2 separate regions of the Sus scrofa genome follow, and region 1 is linked to region 2. A link is a contact called in public HiChIP or PLAC-seq data. All regions are on one chromosome and are shown on one strand. Each heading gives the region's core, a stretch centred on a gene start, on an enhancer-like site or on the middle of the called end of the contact. The rest is flanking DNA. Distances are from core to core; before and after follow the strand shown. Region 1 holds the start of CORO2A (coronin-2A). Region 2 overlaps TRIM14 (tripartite motif-containing protein 14).

Region 1 (5,931 bases), core at 2,308-4,807, 82 kb before region 2:
GTCTCAGGAGAGCTGAGCTATGTGTATTTAGGGGGTTCTGTCTTTCTGGGCAACAGCACCAGTCTGATGCTGGTTGGGCCTTTGTTTCAGGCCCAGCTTCTGCCTCCTGAGACCTATTTCCTGAACCTTGCACCTACCCTCTCTTTCTGTGTACAGCCCATGTTGGGAGGCTGTGGGGATGTGGGGTGGGGGGGAACCCTTGTCCACCACCAGGAGGAACATGTTGTGAGGGTTGGGCAGAGAGCCCTGAGGCGGGTGCCCAACTTCTAATCTCCCACCACCAACTTCACAGGCTGGGGCAAGAAAAGCCACCTCTTTGAAAATGTGGTGGTTGGGACAGGGTGGCAGGGAAAGGTGGTGAGAGGGACAGAGCTGCAGCCTGTTGCCAGATCGAGGCTAGCTTTTTATGTGTGCAAAACTCAGCTCTGGTTCTGGGTTCTTCAGGCCCCTCCTCAGCAGACAGGCTTCCCCATTCCCCTCAAGTCAGGGAATGGAAGCTATACAAGTGATCTTGGCAGCTTATTTCTCAACAAGACCTGTGACTGTGCCAGGATAGCCTTCAGCTAAGCAATCTTTGGTATGAAGGACTGAGGGTGGCTGGAGAGGCTGTAACCCTCAGGGCCATCACGGGGAAGACAAGAGGTCCAGCCTCCTGGAAATCCAGGAGGGTTAAAAGAGTTAACTCTGATACTGGCACAGAGTAAAGCACTGCAGATGGTGAGTGTCCCTCTCCTTCCTTCATCTCTCCTCTCTTCTTTTCTTCCCCCTTCTCCATCTTTCCCACACACACACCTAGGCAGAGGAGTAGCTCTGCCCAGGCTGGGTGTCTATCCCTGCTTCCCCTCCTCCAATAGGGGGAGAGGTGGTGCTCTGCAGCTGACCTAGCACAAAGTCACCTCTGAGTCCTACCTCACTGCATGACAAAATCACCTGAGTGCTGGACCCCACACTCAGAACCTATTGTTGGGCATGGGTGTTGTGATACACTGACATGGTTGGGCCCCACAGGCAATGAGGAATGACTGGTGAGGCCCCTAGCCCTGCAGCAAGGAGCTGGAGCCAGAGCTTGTCCCAGAGCACTCGCTCACTCCAGGCCAAGCTCAGTTTACAGATAAGGAGACAAGGCTCAGAGAGGTTAATTAACTTACCCAAAGTCACACAGCCACTGAGGGGTTAACTACAAAACCCAGGAGGGCTCCTCCAAGCTCACAGTGCCTTCTCTGAATCCTAGAACACCTCCCCCAAGAACCCAAGGGAAAGGGTAAGGCTGGCCTGTGGCTTCTTGAGTGGCATAGGGCCCGTAGGGATAGCTCTAGGCAAAGAAACCTGGAAGGATGAACCTCCACCTTACAGGGAGGCTGCAGCAGGGACTGGTGCGGGTGGGGTTGTACCCCGAGAATATATAGAGCTGCTGCTGCTCCTAGGTAGCTGCCCACTCTCCCTCTCCGTATCTTTTCCTAAAAGAGGTTTGGGGCCCACTCCCGGTGTCAGGTTCCTGGCTCCGCACCACAGCTGTTGCCCCCATCCCCAGGGGCCGCTGCTTTCCAGGGCTGGAGGATCTGATCCTTCACAGCCCCACCTCCATACCCTAGGGGATAGGCCCTCTGGCTCAAAGCATCCCTCTTCCAAACACTAGGTCTCTAGCAAGCTCAGGTCCATACTTCATCCTGGAGGGGAAAGGAAAGGAGTTACTCAGAAAACTGCCTGGGGAAATATCCCCAAAAACAAATGAACTCCTCAAAACAAGAGGGAGGGCCTGGAGGTTACTTTGGAAGATCCTCCCCCACCCTGAAGTGGGAGATAAAGCATACACTCCTATTGAACATCTAAGTTCAGGGTTCCCTCCCCCATATTCAGAATCTTACTTCCCAGGCACTCCTGCCCCTCCTTCTTTCTCAGCTCTGTCTGCCATGGGCACAGGACCACACGCACACGTTTTCGTCGCCCACTTGGCAGATTAAACAAAGCAGGCCATGTTGATACAGGAAGGTTTCCTGGCCCATCTCAATAAGCAATAAGGCCCAAAAGAAGGTGCCAGCAAATGGGCCCAACTCTGGGGCCAGACCTACTGTGTGGTTTCATAGCTAGGGAACTCTGGGCAGGTCATCCCCACTCTGGCTTCAGTTTCCCCATGTGTGCAATTCACATGGTCAGAGGTAGCCTTCATAAAATGAACCAGGATAACAGGAAAGGACAGGACAAGAGAATGAGGAACACACACGTGCAGGGAGCATCTCTAGGAAAGGTACCACCTTCTGTCTATTACAGAGGCTTCCAATGGTCTCCCCTCTGGCCCATTGGTCCTATGCCCATGTGGAACCAGAGAGGTCCCCAAACACAGTCCCAGCCGCCTATCATCATGGCAACTGCGGTGATGCATTTAAGGTGCCCAGAACAGTGCCCGGTTCTTCAGGAGTTGGGAAGATGCAGATATGAGGCTGGGAGGGAATGTCCACAAGGGTTCTGGGAAGCCTTCCTGGGGAAGGACATGGAAGGAAGAAATGAATCTGTTTAGACAGTAGACCATGATATGGGAAGAGAATTCCTGGCAGAGAGGACTGCGAACAAGGGCACAAAGATATGAGAGTGCAAATGGGTAGGAAATGCATACCATAGTTACTGGCTGAAGCCCTAGGTGAATTAAGACATTCGGGTGAATTAACACTTACTGAGCCAGGCACTGTTCTAGGCCCTGGAGATACACCACTGAACAAACAGTTGTTCTCATGAGAGACGGTGTGGTGGAGTGACTATAAGCTTGGGCTTGGGAGCCACACTGCCTAGGGTTGTACTGATACTGGTGTCATCTTAAGAAAGGTACTTAACCTCTGTGAACTTCAGATTTCTTATGTGTAAAATAGGTAAAAGCTAACCTAGTAGGTTTATGTGTCGATAAACTGCGGTGATGCATTTAAGGTGCCCAGAACAGTGCCCGGTTCTTCAGGAGTTGGGTGGTGATATTACAAAAAGGCTGGGCTTCCCCATCTCCGCCCCCACTGCCCAAGGCGGCAAGACTAAGCAGCAGCGCCCCCTCTTGGCTACCGATAGAAAGAAGGGCGTCCTCCCATACTCAGAGATCCTCCCTGCCCTCTTCCTCTCGACGTACCGGGAACCCCCAGGAATTACTCCAACAGCTCGGGTTCACCAAGCGCTACTCCTGTGGCCGTCTCTGAGTGCGCACATTACTGCGCCGGTAAATTAGATCGTCACTTCCAATTCTCAAACAACTCTGAAGCAGACACGGTTTGTTTCCACTCCACCTAAGGGTAAAGTGACCCTCCCGGAAGGATCGAATCCCTTGTCTCATACCACTCCGCGAGAAAGCGACGGGATGTGAAGGAAGGCAACCCCAGCCTCTACTCGGTCCCCGGGGAGCCCGCCCCATTCACTGCGGCGTGTGCGCGCCGCTGTGCGAGCCCTTTCTCTGTGCGAATGCGCGCCCCGAGACAAGCTCCGGGGTACCAGGAACGCGGCCCAAGGGCCGAGGAAGGAAGGGTGGCCTGGCGGACTCGCGGGCGGGGCTTGTGCTCGGCCCCGGCCCCTCCCACCGGCCCCTCCCGCTGGGCTGAGGGTGGGAGGAGGCGGCAGCGCTGGGCGCGGGGACTCGGCGGGCAGCGAGGAGCTCAGAACCAGAGCCAGACGCCGCCGCCGCTACCGCCACCTGCGCGGCCGTCATCAAGGTAGGGCGGTCCCGGGCCGCCGGGCTATGCCTTCCCCGTCTGCGCGATGTGCTCGTGCTGCGCCTCTGAGCTGCAACGCCTGGGGAGGGATGCTGGGGCTCGGCGCACCGCTGGGGACCTGGCGGGACGCGGGGAACCTGGCGTTCGACACCTCTGCGTGACCTTGCAAAAAGCACTGCTTCTCTCCAGGCCTCAGTTTCCCCATCGGGATAGCGGGCACAAGGATGGCCCCTTCGTCGCTGGGCTGTGGGGAGGGGCCGCCTCAAGCTCCAGGCTCCCGACGGCGCAGGGTCGGATGGGCACTGTCTGCACAGCCCACCCGCAGTGAGGGCTGCTCTTGCTGGGTGTGGCAAGCCGGTCCCGACAGTCCCCCCTAGTGGCCTGGGTGCCCCGCGGGACCCGTGTTGGGACTCTTCCCTCTCCTGGCTGGGTAACCTGCTGGGCCTCAGCTTCCCTGCACAGGAAACATTAATAGGCGACACCCCCAGGTCCCTGTCAAGCCAGCCTGGGCATGCAGGGTGGGGCAGTCAGAGTCTAAGCCTAGTCTTCCTCGCGGTCTGGGGCTGGAGGAGCCCTAGGTTGGAGGTGGTGGAGCCCTCTGGCACAGACTTGCCTGGACCAGACCCACGCAAGTACCTGGATTTAGGGCATGGTATGCAATGTCTCCCCACCAGGTGCTAACGCCCAAATCTAAGTCCCAGCCTGATGTGATATGGTTGGCTTGTCCATGCATAGACGGACCTAGAGGAGCTACAGTGCCAAGAGATGGTGTTTGGGTGGGGTCGGGTCTGGGACAGAGCAAATGTCTGAGAGACTGTGGCTCCAAGATTTCTGGGTAAAGACGACCTCTGGTGTCTGTCCTGGCCCCTTGGTAAGATCCCTCTGGACCATCTCACTGCCCCACTGCACACCCCTTATGATGGGAATCTCACTCGCTGTAAACAGAGCTAGAGTCTGCTAGTCCTGCTCTGGCACACAGACAACATCTGACCCCTCCATCCCCACCCCAGGGCAATTATCTGGTCCCTTAAATCAGTTCACCTCAGGGTTAAACAGCCCCAGATCCAGAGCTGTTTCTCCTGTCAGAGCCAAAGGGAGCAAAGGCAAGACAAGAGAGCTGAGGTGTCTGCCCTGGAGCAGTTAGTAGTCAGCCTGAGGCTTGTTCAGAACCCACCTTCATCAGGACTGGAATGTGTCCCCTGTACCTCTGGAAAGGTAGCTGCCTTAGAGGTCTGGAGTGAGAGGAGGAGCCAGAGGAGCCTCTCTCCAGCCCTTCCAGCCCAAGGGTCCCTGTCTTCTGTTGCCTGCTCTGATTGAAGGAGTAGTTTCTGAAAATCGAGCCTGGGCTTTCTCGATTGTACCCCCTCCTGACCTGCCCCTCACCTGGGAACTTTCCTACAGCCAAAAGAAGGGGCTGCCAGGATAGGTGATAAGCTCTGTGTCATCAGAGATGTGAGCAAAGGCTGGATGAGCACTTCCCAGGGTTACACTTGACTGTAAGTCTGGGACTCTTAAGGCCAAAATAGAGTAACCAGGGCCTTACCTTCTGGCCATGATGGAGCTGCACAACTTGAAGCTAGACCACAAATGAGTGTTATTATTCTCTCATAAAAGCAGGCTAAGTATATGTGCTATCACCCGAGCGTAGCTCCAATGCACAGGCTTAAGTGCTACCTATGTCTCCCATCATCACTACATGTGTATAATCTGGGCTCTTTTTTCCTGCTCTGCTAGTCCGAGCCATTTGGGCCTTGATTTAGAGGTATGGCAGATTGTGGTTATTAAAAAGTCATCCTGTGCCAATAATTAAAAAATGCACCATGAAATTATGGAATATCCAGCTAAAACAGATCTTAGGAAATCATCTCATCCAACCTCTTCATTTTACAGATAGGTATCCCCTAAGGGGATGTGACTTGTTAAAAGTCACCCAGCAGACAAGCAACCAAGCCCAGGGATCTTAATTCCAGGACCAGAGTGAGTGAGTGAGTGAGTGAGTGAGTGTGAGTGTGAGTGTGTGTGTGTGTGTTTGCTTGTTTGAAAACACATACCATATAGTAAACGAAAGCAATCAGTATTTATTCCTATAAAATTAATAAAAATAAATATAAAAGGATAAATCTCTATGCTGGCAAAGCTATAGGATTCTCCAGCAGCATTTAATTTTGCAGGGCTATCTGTCAGCTCGTTTCAAAAGTCCTATGACAAAGATCCTAACTTCCTTTGCCCCTAGCCTTCTACTTTGAGGACT
Region 2 (6,190 bases), core at 2,129-4,628:
TGTAGAAAATCTGGAAAACAAAGGAAAAGTAAAAAACAAAGGAAAAGTAAGAAAATTGTTTATATCACTGGAGAGCTTTGGAAATTGTTCTGCTCACATCTACCCAAGCAGCCACATGTTAGTAGATGGCTGCTATTATTTGCCCTTTTAGCTGTCTTTGGCATACCTATATCTATATATTGGTATCTATCTATATATATACAATGATAAATATTTTATATATTTTTATACAAAGATGGTGTCATACAATAATACTGTTTTGTAATCTGCATTTTCCCTTACTGATATATTATGGACATCTTTGTTCCCTTAAAATATTAAACAGGTAATGCATGCTTCTTGCAAAGAATTAGAAATTACATATACCAAAAGAAAATAATTGCCTCCCTCAGAGATAAATGATATTAATATTTTGGCATATATTCTTTCAGACATTTCAAAAGTATATATGTGTATGGATTTTTTAAAAGGAGATATTGTAGATATTCTTTTATAATTTAAAAAATTTAATAGTATAGATTGAACAATTTCAGTAAATACAGATATTACTATTTTTAAAGGATTCGTGGTATTCTATTGAATATGCCACCTTTAAATCAGTCTTATATTGTTGGGCATGTAGGCTGCTTTACATTTTCATTTCTATAAACAGTGATACAATAAACTTCCATTCTTATGCCTATTTGGTGAATTAATGAATAAATGACTTAATACACCTTACTTCATTTTTGGATTTTTTTTTTTCCGGCCATGCCCGAAGCATGCAGAAGCTCCTAGGCCAGGGACTGAACCTGCACAAAGCAGGTACCTGCGCCACAGCAGTGGCAACACCAGGTCCTTAACCTGCTGCACCATCAGAGTGCAGCAGGTTAGATTTTTTTTTGCCAAGGAGTAATTTCTCAAAGTGGAATTACTGGACATGCATTTTAAAAAACTAACCTTTCTTAGAAATATAAAATACATAAGGAAAAGTTCACAAATCAAAGGGGTGCAGCTCAATGATTTTTTAAAAAGTAAACATTCTATAATTTCCTTCAGACCATGAAATGGAATATTCCGGCTCCCCAGAACCATTCCTATGCCAGTTCATTATCCCCAAAAGGTAACTGTGAGATTTATCCATCTGATTGCTCATAGCAGTAGTTTGTTGATTTCTACTGTGGTGTAGTATTCTGCTGTATGAGCATAGCACACAGTGTTACTAATGGACATTTTGGGCTTTTGCCTACAGTGAATAATGTTGCTATGTACATTCCTGTGCATGTCTTTTGATACACATATGTATGCATTTCTGCTGGGTATTTACCCAGGAGTGGGAGAAAAGGATGCCCAGCATAACCGCTTCATAACCGCTTCTGTGCAATGTTGTTCTAGATGCCCTAGAGAGGGCCTTGAAACAAGAAAAAGAAATGAAGAGTGCCCTGATGGTTCAGCAGGTTAAGCTGTCACTGCTATAACATGGGTCACTGCTGTAGCTCGTGTTCAATCCCTGCCCCAGGAACTTTGGCATGCCACAGGTGCAGCCAATAAATAAATAGGTGTTCATGTTGTGGCTTAGTGGTAATGAACCCAACTAGTATCCATGAGGATTTGGGTTCAATCCCTGGTCCCTGCTCATTGGGTTATGGATCAGGCATTGTCTCAAGCTGCAGTGCAATTCGAAGATGTGGTTCAGATCCCAAGTTACTGTGGCTGTGGCGTAGGCTGGCGGCTGCAGCTCTGATTTTGACCCCTAGCCTGGGAACTTCCACATGCTGGCAGGTGCAGCCCTAAAAAGCATGCGTGCGCGCGCGCGCGCGCGCACACACACACACACCCCAAAAAGAAAAGAAAAAGAAATGAAAGTTCTAAGGATGGGGAAAGGGAAAAAAGATCATGATTCACAGATGACAAGATGATTTACAGAAAATCCGAAGTAATCTATAGATAAATTAGTTACCAAGTGAATTTAGAACAGCTGCTGGGTGTAATGTCAGCATACAAAAATCAACTATACTCTATGTTTTGGCAATAAACAATTAGAACATGAAAATTATGAAAATTTAAAAACATTATTTTCAGTAACACTTTTTTAAAAACTCAGATTAAATCTAACAAGAGATGTACAAAAACTCTCTACAGAAAACTCCAGTGTTGTCAAGAAGATCATCTGGGAGTCTCTATTAAAGCTGAACATCCATATGCCTTAAGACCTAGACTTTTCTTTAATTGCATGTCTACATATGTGTATAATGCAACAAGAACTGTTATTGGGAGTTTAAATCATTGCCACTGTTATGGAAGACAATTCAGCAATATTTACCAGAGGCCTTAAAAACACAACCATCCCAACTGACTCTGTAGCGGCCAGCCTATGCCACAGTCACATGGGATTCAAGCTGAGGCTGTGACCTGCACCACAGTGAAGCCAGGGATGGACCCGAGTCCTCATGGACACTAGTTGGGTTTGTTACTGCTGAGCCATGACAGGAGCTCCCCAGCAATTCATCATTTAGGAACATATCCTACATAAATAATGAGATACATAAAGATGCATTCGTATTAGTGTTCTCAAAAGCTTTTTTGAAGGCCTAAATATTTTCTAAAGGTGGGAGAGGGGCTGGGTTAAATTATAGTTCATCTGTACATCAAAATCTTTTCTTTTTTTTTTTTTTTTGTTGTTGTTGTTGCTATTTCTTGGGCCGCTCCCGAGGCATATGGAGGTTCCCAGGCCAGGGGTCGAATCGGAGCTGTAGCCACCGGCCTACGCCAGAGCCACAGCAACGCGGGATCTGAGCCGCGTCTGCAACCTACACCACAGCTCACGGCAACGCCGGATCTTTAACCCACTGAGCAAGGCCAGGGACCCAACCCGCAACCTCATGGTTCCTAGTCGGATTCGTTAACCACTGCGCCACCACGGGAACTCCTGTACATCAAAATCTTAAGGTCACCATTAAAATGTTTTTATAAAAGAATATTTGATGTGGTAAAGTGTTCATAAATACATCAGTAAATTTAAAAAGCAGATTACCCAACAGCCTGTATGGTATGATACCAATGTTAAGGAAAACTATTAAAGGGCAAGTAAAAAAAAAAAAAAAAGGGAAGGATATTACAATCAGGTGTAAAGGGTGATAGGATTTTTTAAATTCAATTTTTAGAAACTGGCAACAAATTCTATGGTGCAAAATTCAAGCGGCACAACGCGTGTGCAGTCAAATGTTCTCTCCTTCCCGTGTAGCCGCAGTTCAGAGGCAATCGGGGTTAAAAGGGTGGCTTTCCACCTTTCCACGGGAGACTTCCGTGTTTTCCAGTTTTCTACCGCGAACCTGTGCTGGGCTAGCAGGGTCTGTCTCCAGGGGGGGCGGGGCGTGGATACGGCCCCGCCCACCAGGCGTGGCCCGTTTTCCCCGCCCCTGCAGACGCGCGCACGCCCACGCTGGAGCCGGACACGATGCACGCGCGCCTGCGCCTCTCCGCAGACCGCTTGACCGTGCGCTGCGGTCTCTTCGGCCGCCTGGGGCCTACGCCTACGCTGTGTTTCGACTCGCTGTGGCAAGTGCTGGGCCGCGACTGCTTCGCCGCCGGCCGCCACTACTGGGAAGTGGATGTACAGGAGGCGGGCATCGGCTGGTGGGTGGGCGCGGCCTACGGCTCCCTGCGGCGCCGCGGGGCCTCGGCTGCTGCCCGCCTGGGCTGCAACCGCCAGTCCTGGTGCCTCAAACGCTATGACCTTGAGTACTGGGCCTTCCATGACGGGCAGCGCAGCCGCCTGCGGCTCCGCGACGATCCCGACAGGCTCGGCGTCTTCCTGGACTACGAGGCCGGCGTCCTCGCTTTCTACGACGTGTCGGGCGGCATGAGCCACCTGCACACCTTCCGTGCTGCTTTCCAGGAGCCGCTCTACCCGGCCCTGCGGCTCTGGGAAGGGGCCATCAGCATCCCCCGACTGCCCTAATGGCCCAGACCTGCGTGACCTGCGTGCCTGCCTCTCCGAGGCTCTGGTCTCACCGGATCCAGACGTGGCTAGTCTACTTCCTCTCTATGCATTCCACTCCCCCACCAGTCATGGCCTGTGCTTTGAACAGTTCCTCTCCAAGATGGGTTAGTTTCAAACAAGCCCTAAACACATGTCCTCTGCTGCTGCTCTCTCACCCAACCTCCCCTGGTCGTATAACCAGGGCACTTATACTACACTGCTTTTAGTCCAGGTTCCCGAAGGGACACACCCATAGTTGAGACCTAATCATCCTGACCATGTCAGAATACATTATGCTCAGCCCCAGATCATTCTCCCCCCTACAGCACCCAGAACGCCTGGCACATGGTAGGCACACAATAAATGTGTGAATGAATGAGAGTCGCTAAGACTCTTCTATCCCTTAACCTCAGTTGGATCGGCTTCCTCCTCTTTATTCTACTTCAGCCTGTCCATGTCACCTCCCTTAGGAGCAGCTGCAAGGGCTTAACACCTGGAGGTCTGAACCCCTTTCCCTGTGCATCCTCCACCCTACAGCCTGAGTGACTTGCCTGAAACCTCACTTAACCTCTTAGAACTATCAAAAGATTCCCAAGATCTATAGGGGAGAAAAAAAGCACTTTACCTTAGCATTCAAGGCTTTTCTAGTCCGCCCCAAACTACTTATCCTCACCTAGCTCCGACTGCTCTTCTCAGAGACCCTCCAGTCAGAACTGTGTGTCACACAGTTCCACCTCTACACCCTTGCCGTCACACAAACATAGAGGAAAGCCTTTTCTTCCTTTTGCCTGTCTTCCCTGGGCTTAAGTGCCCCAAGACTTCTCCCCAGGCCACAAGAATCTCTCTGTGAGGTCCACAGTCTAGGACCTGTCTTTCCAATTACTTGGGAAGATTTCTAAGGGCAGCTGTTGTCCTATATCTTTCCCTCCCTGAAAAGTTCAGAAAGTCCCTTTCCTCCTGGGCAGTGCGTGAAGGACCACCAGTTGGCTATCGTTGAGTCATGAAACAGCTGAACTGGGAAGGCCTCACAGATCACCCAGTCTGACCTCACTGTACATTTGGGGAGAATAGGATCCTAAAAGTTGCTTAGAGTCACCCATGGTGATTAAGGGCTGGACCATCCACCCCATCTACCCCAGCCTCCAGGCATGTGTCTCACTTGCCTCCCTGGCCCGGCCCTTGAGGCCCAGCTTTCAATCTGGGAGATGTTACTGCTTATTCATTTCTCAGGGGATGTTGGGAAGAAACCAGCAGGTGACTGTTGCTAAGCAACCATGGGCAGTTTTCCCAACTGTTTTAGAATCAAAAGGAGAAGGAACTATGAGTGGGGTTTGGGCAGCCCAGGCATCATTATGCTCCTCAGAGTCGGATGTTGCCAAGGAAACCCAGAGAGCCTTGCTTTCCATACAATAGAGAAATGGAGAAGGCCAAATCAGCAGGACCTCCCAGGAAGGTCAGCTCCTCCAGTAGGGAAGTTAAGGCCTCTTTCCAGGGTCTGTGCCTCAGTTCTGAAGGTTGAGCATCCTGTTTGTCAAATTCCTTAGGTGGTTTGGGGGTTATACCATGTTAAACTATCTTAGGTACATGGTAAGAGGGCAGTGGGTAGGATAAGGAAATGCAAAGCTGAATCTCCCTCAGCATTGAAACAGACTTGGTGCAATAATTAGTTTGAACCATATAAAACTGCCAATTTCCAGTAGTTTGGGGCCGCAAAATGGCATTTTCATATGGTGCAGTGTAATATAAGTAGAATGCAAGGCGGAAGTGGCTTTAGTTCTACCCAAGTCATCTGAAACTCGAGCTTGGAGAGATGTCTAAGTACTATGCTCCAGCTTTACTGAGAAAAGGGAAATTCTCCTGGGGGTGGCCCAATGCTGAAATCTGACAGGCAGAAGCATTCCTGACAGAGGAAGATGAGCACACTTGACCCCACGTCTCTCTTCATCCCTGCAAACCCAGACTTGTCCCCAGACCCACAGCCATAGCAGCCAAGTAAAAATACTTGCTGTTTCCTCAGGCACTGCTCTAATGCTTTACAACTATTAACTCATTTGATCCTTACATCATCCCTAGCAGGTAGAAAGTTATTCCATTGCAGACAGAGCAAAATTGAGACAGAGAGTAACTTGCCCAAGGTTACACAGCTAACGGTGGAGCTGGGGGTCTGTGCTTATCCCTCTGTTCAGGTGAACAGGGCCAAGTCTCTAACCAGTGCCTACTTGCCCTGGC

The links. HiChIP or PLAC-seq counts read pairs in DNA pulled down with a chosen protein or histone mark.
Region 1: a contact with region 2 is called in an H3K27ac HiChIP or PLAC-seq map of alveolar macrophages. The contact joins the promoter of CORO2A here to the enhancer-like site in region 2. A contact is called at or near these places in 13 of 47 Hi-C or Micro-C datasets (blood, embryonic fibroblasts, epiblast stem cells and 8 more) and 2 of 2 datasets of contacts at active chromatin or transcription factors (alveolar macrophages and skeletal muscle).

The regions. Positions count from the first base shown.
Region 1 is chr1:239,998,590-240,004,520 of Sscrofa11.1, reverse strand. CORO2A (coronin-2A) reads left to right here and starts at 3,557. Exons shown (of 12, transcript XM_005660267.3): 1 at 3,557-3,680. It overlaps TBC1D2 (TBC1 domain family member 2A), which reads left to right. Exons shown (of 16, transcript XM_021066519.1): 16 at 1-2,923.
Region 2 is chr1:239,916,454-239,922,643 of Sscrofa11.1, reverse strand. TRIM14 (tripartite motif-containing protein 14) reads left to right here. Exons shown (of 6, transcript XM_003122031.4): 6 at 3,405-6,190. The coding sequence ends at 3,940. Among named protein-coding and RNA genes, the nearest start is that of TRIM14, 26 kb to the left of the region's middle. Within about 2 kb of position 3,378, at least 62 of the 83 cell types and tissues checked have an H3K27ac peak or open chromatin away from gene starts, as enhancers often do. A contact at or near this core is called in alveolar macrophages, embryonic fibroblasts, fetal liver and 5 more, where this site is marked.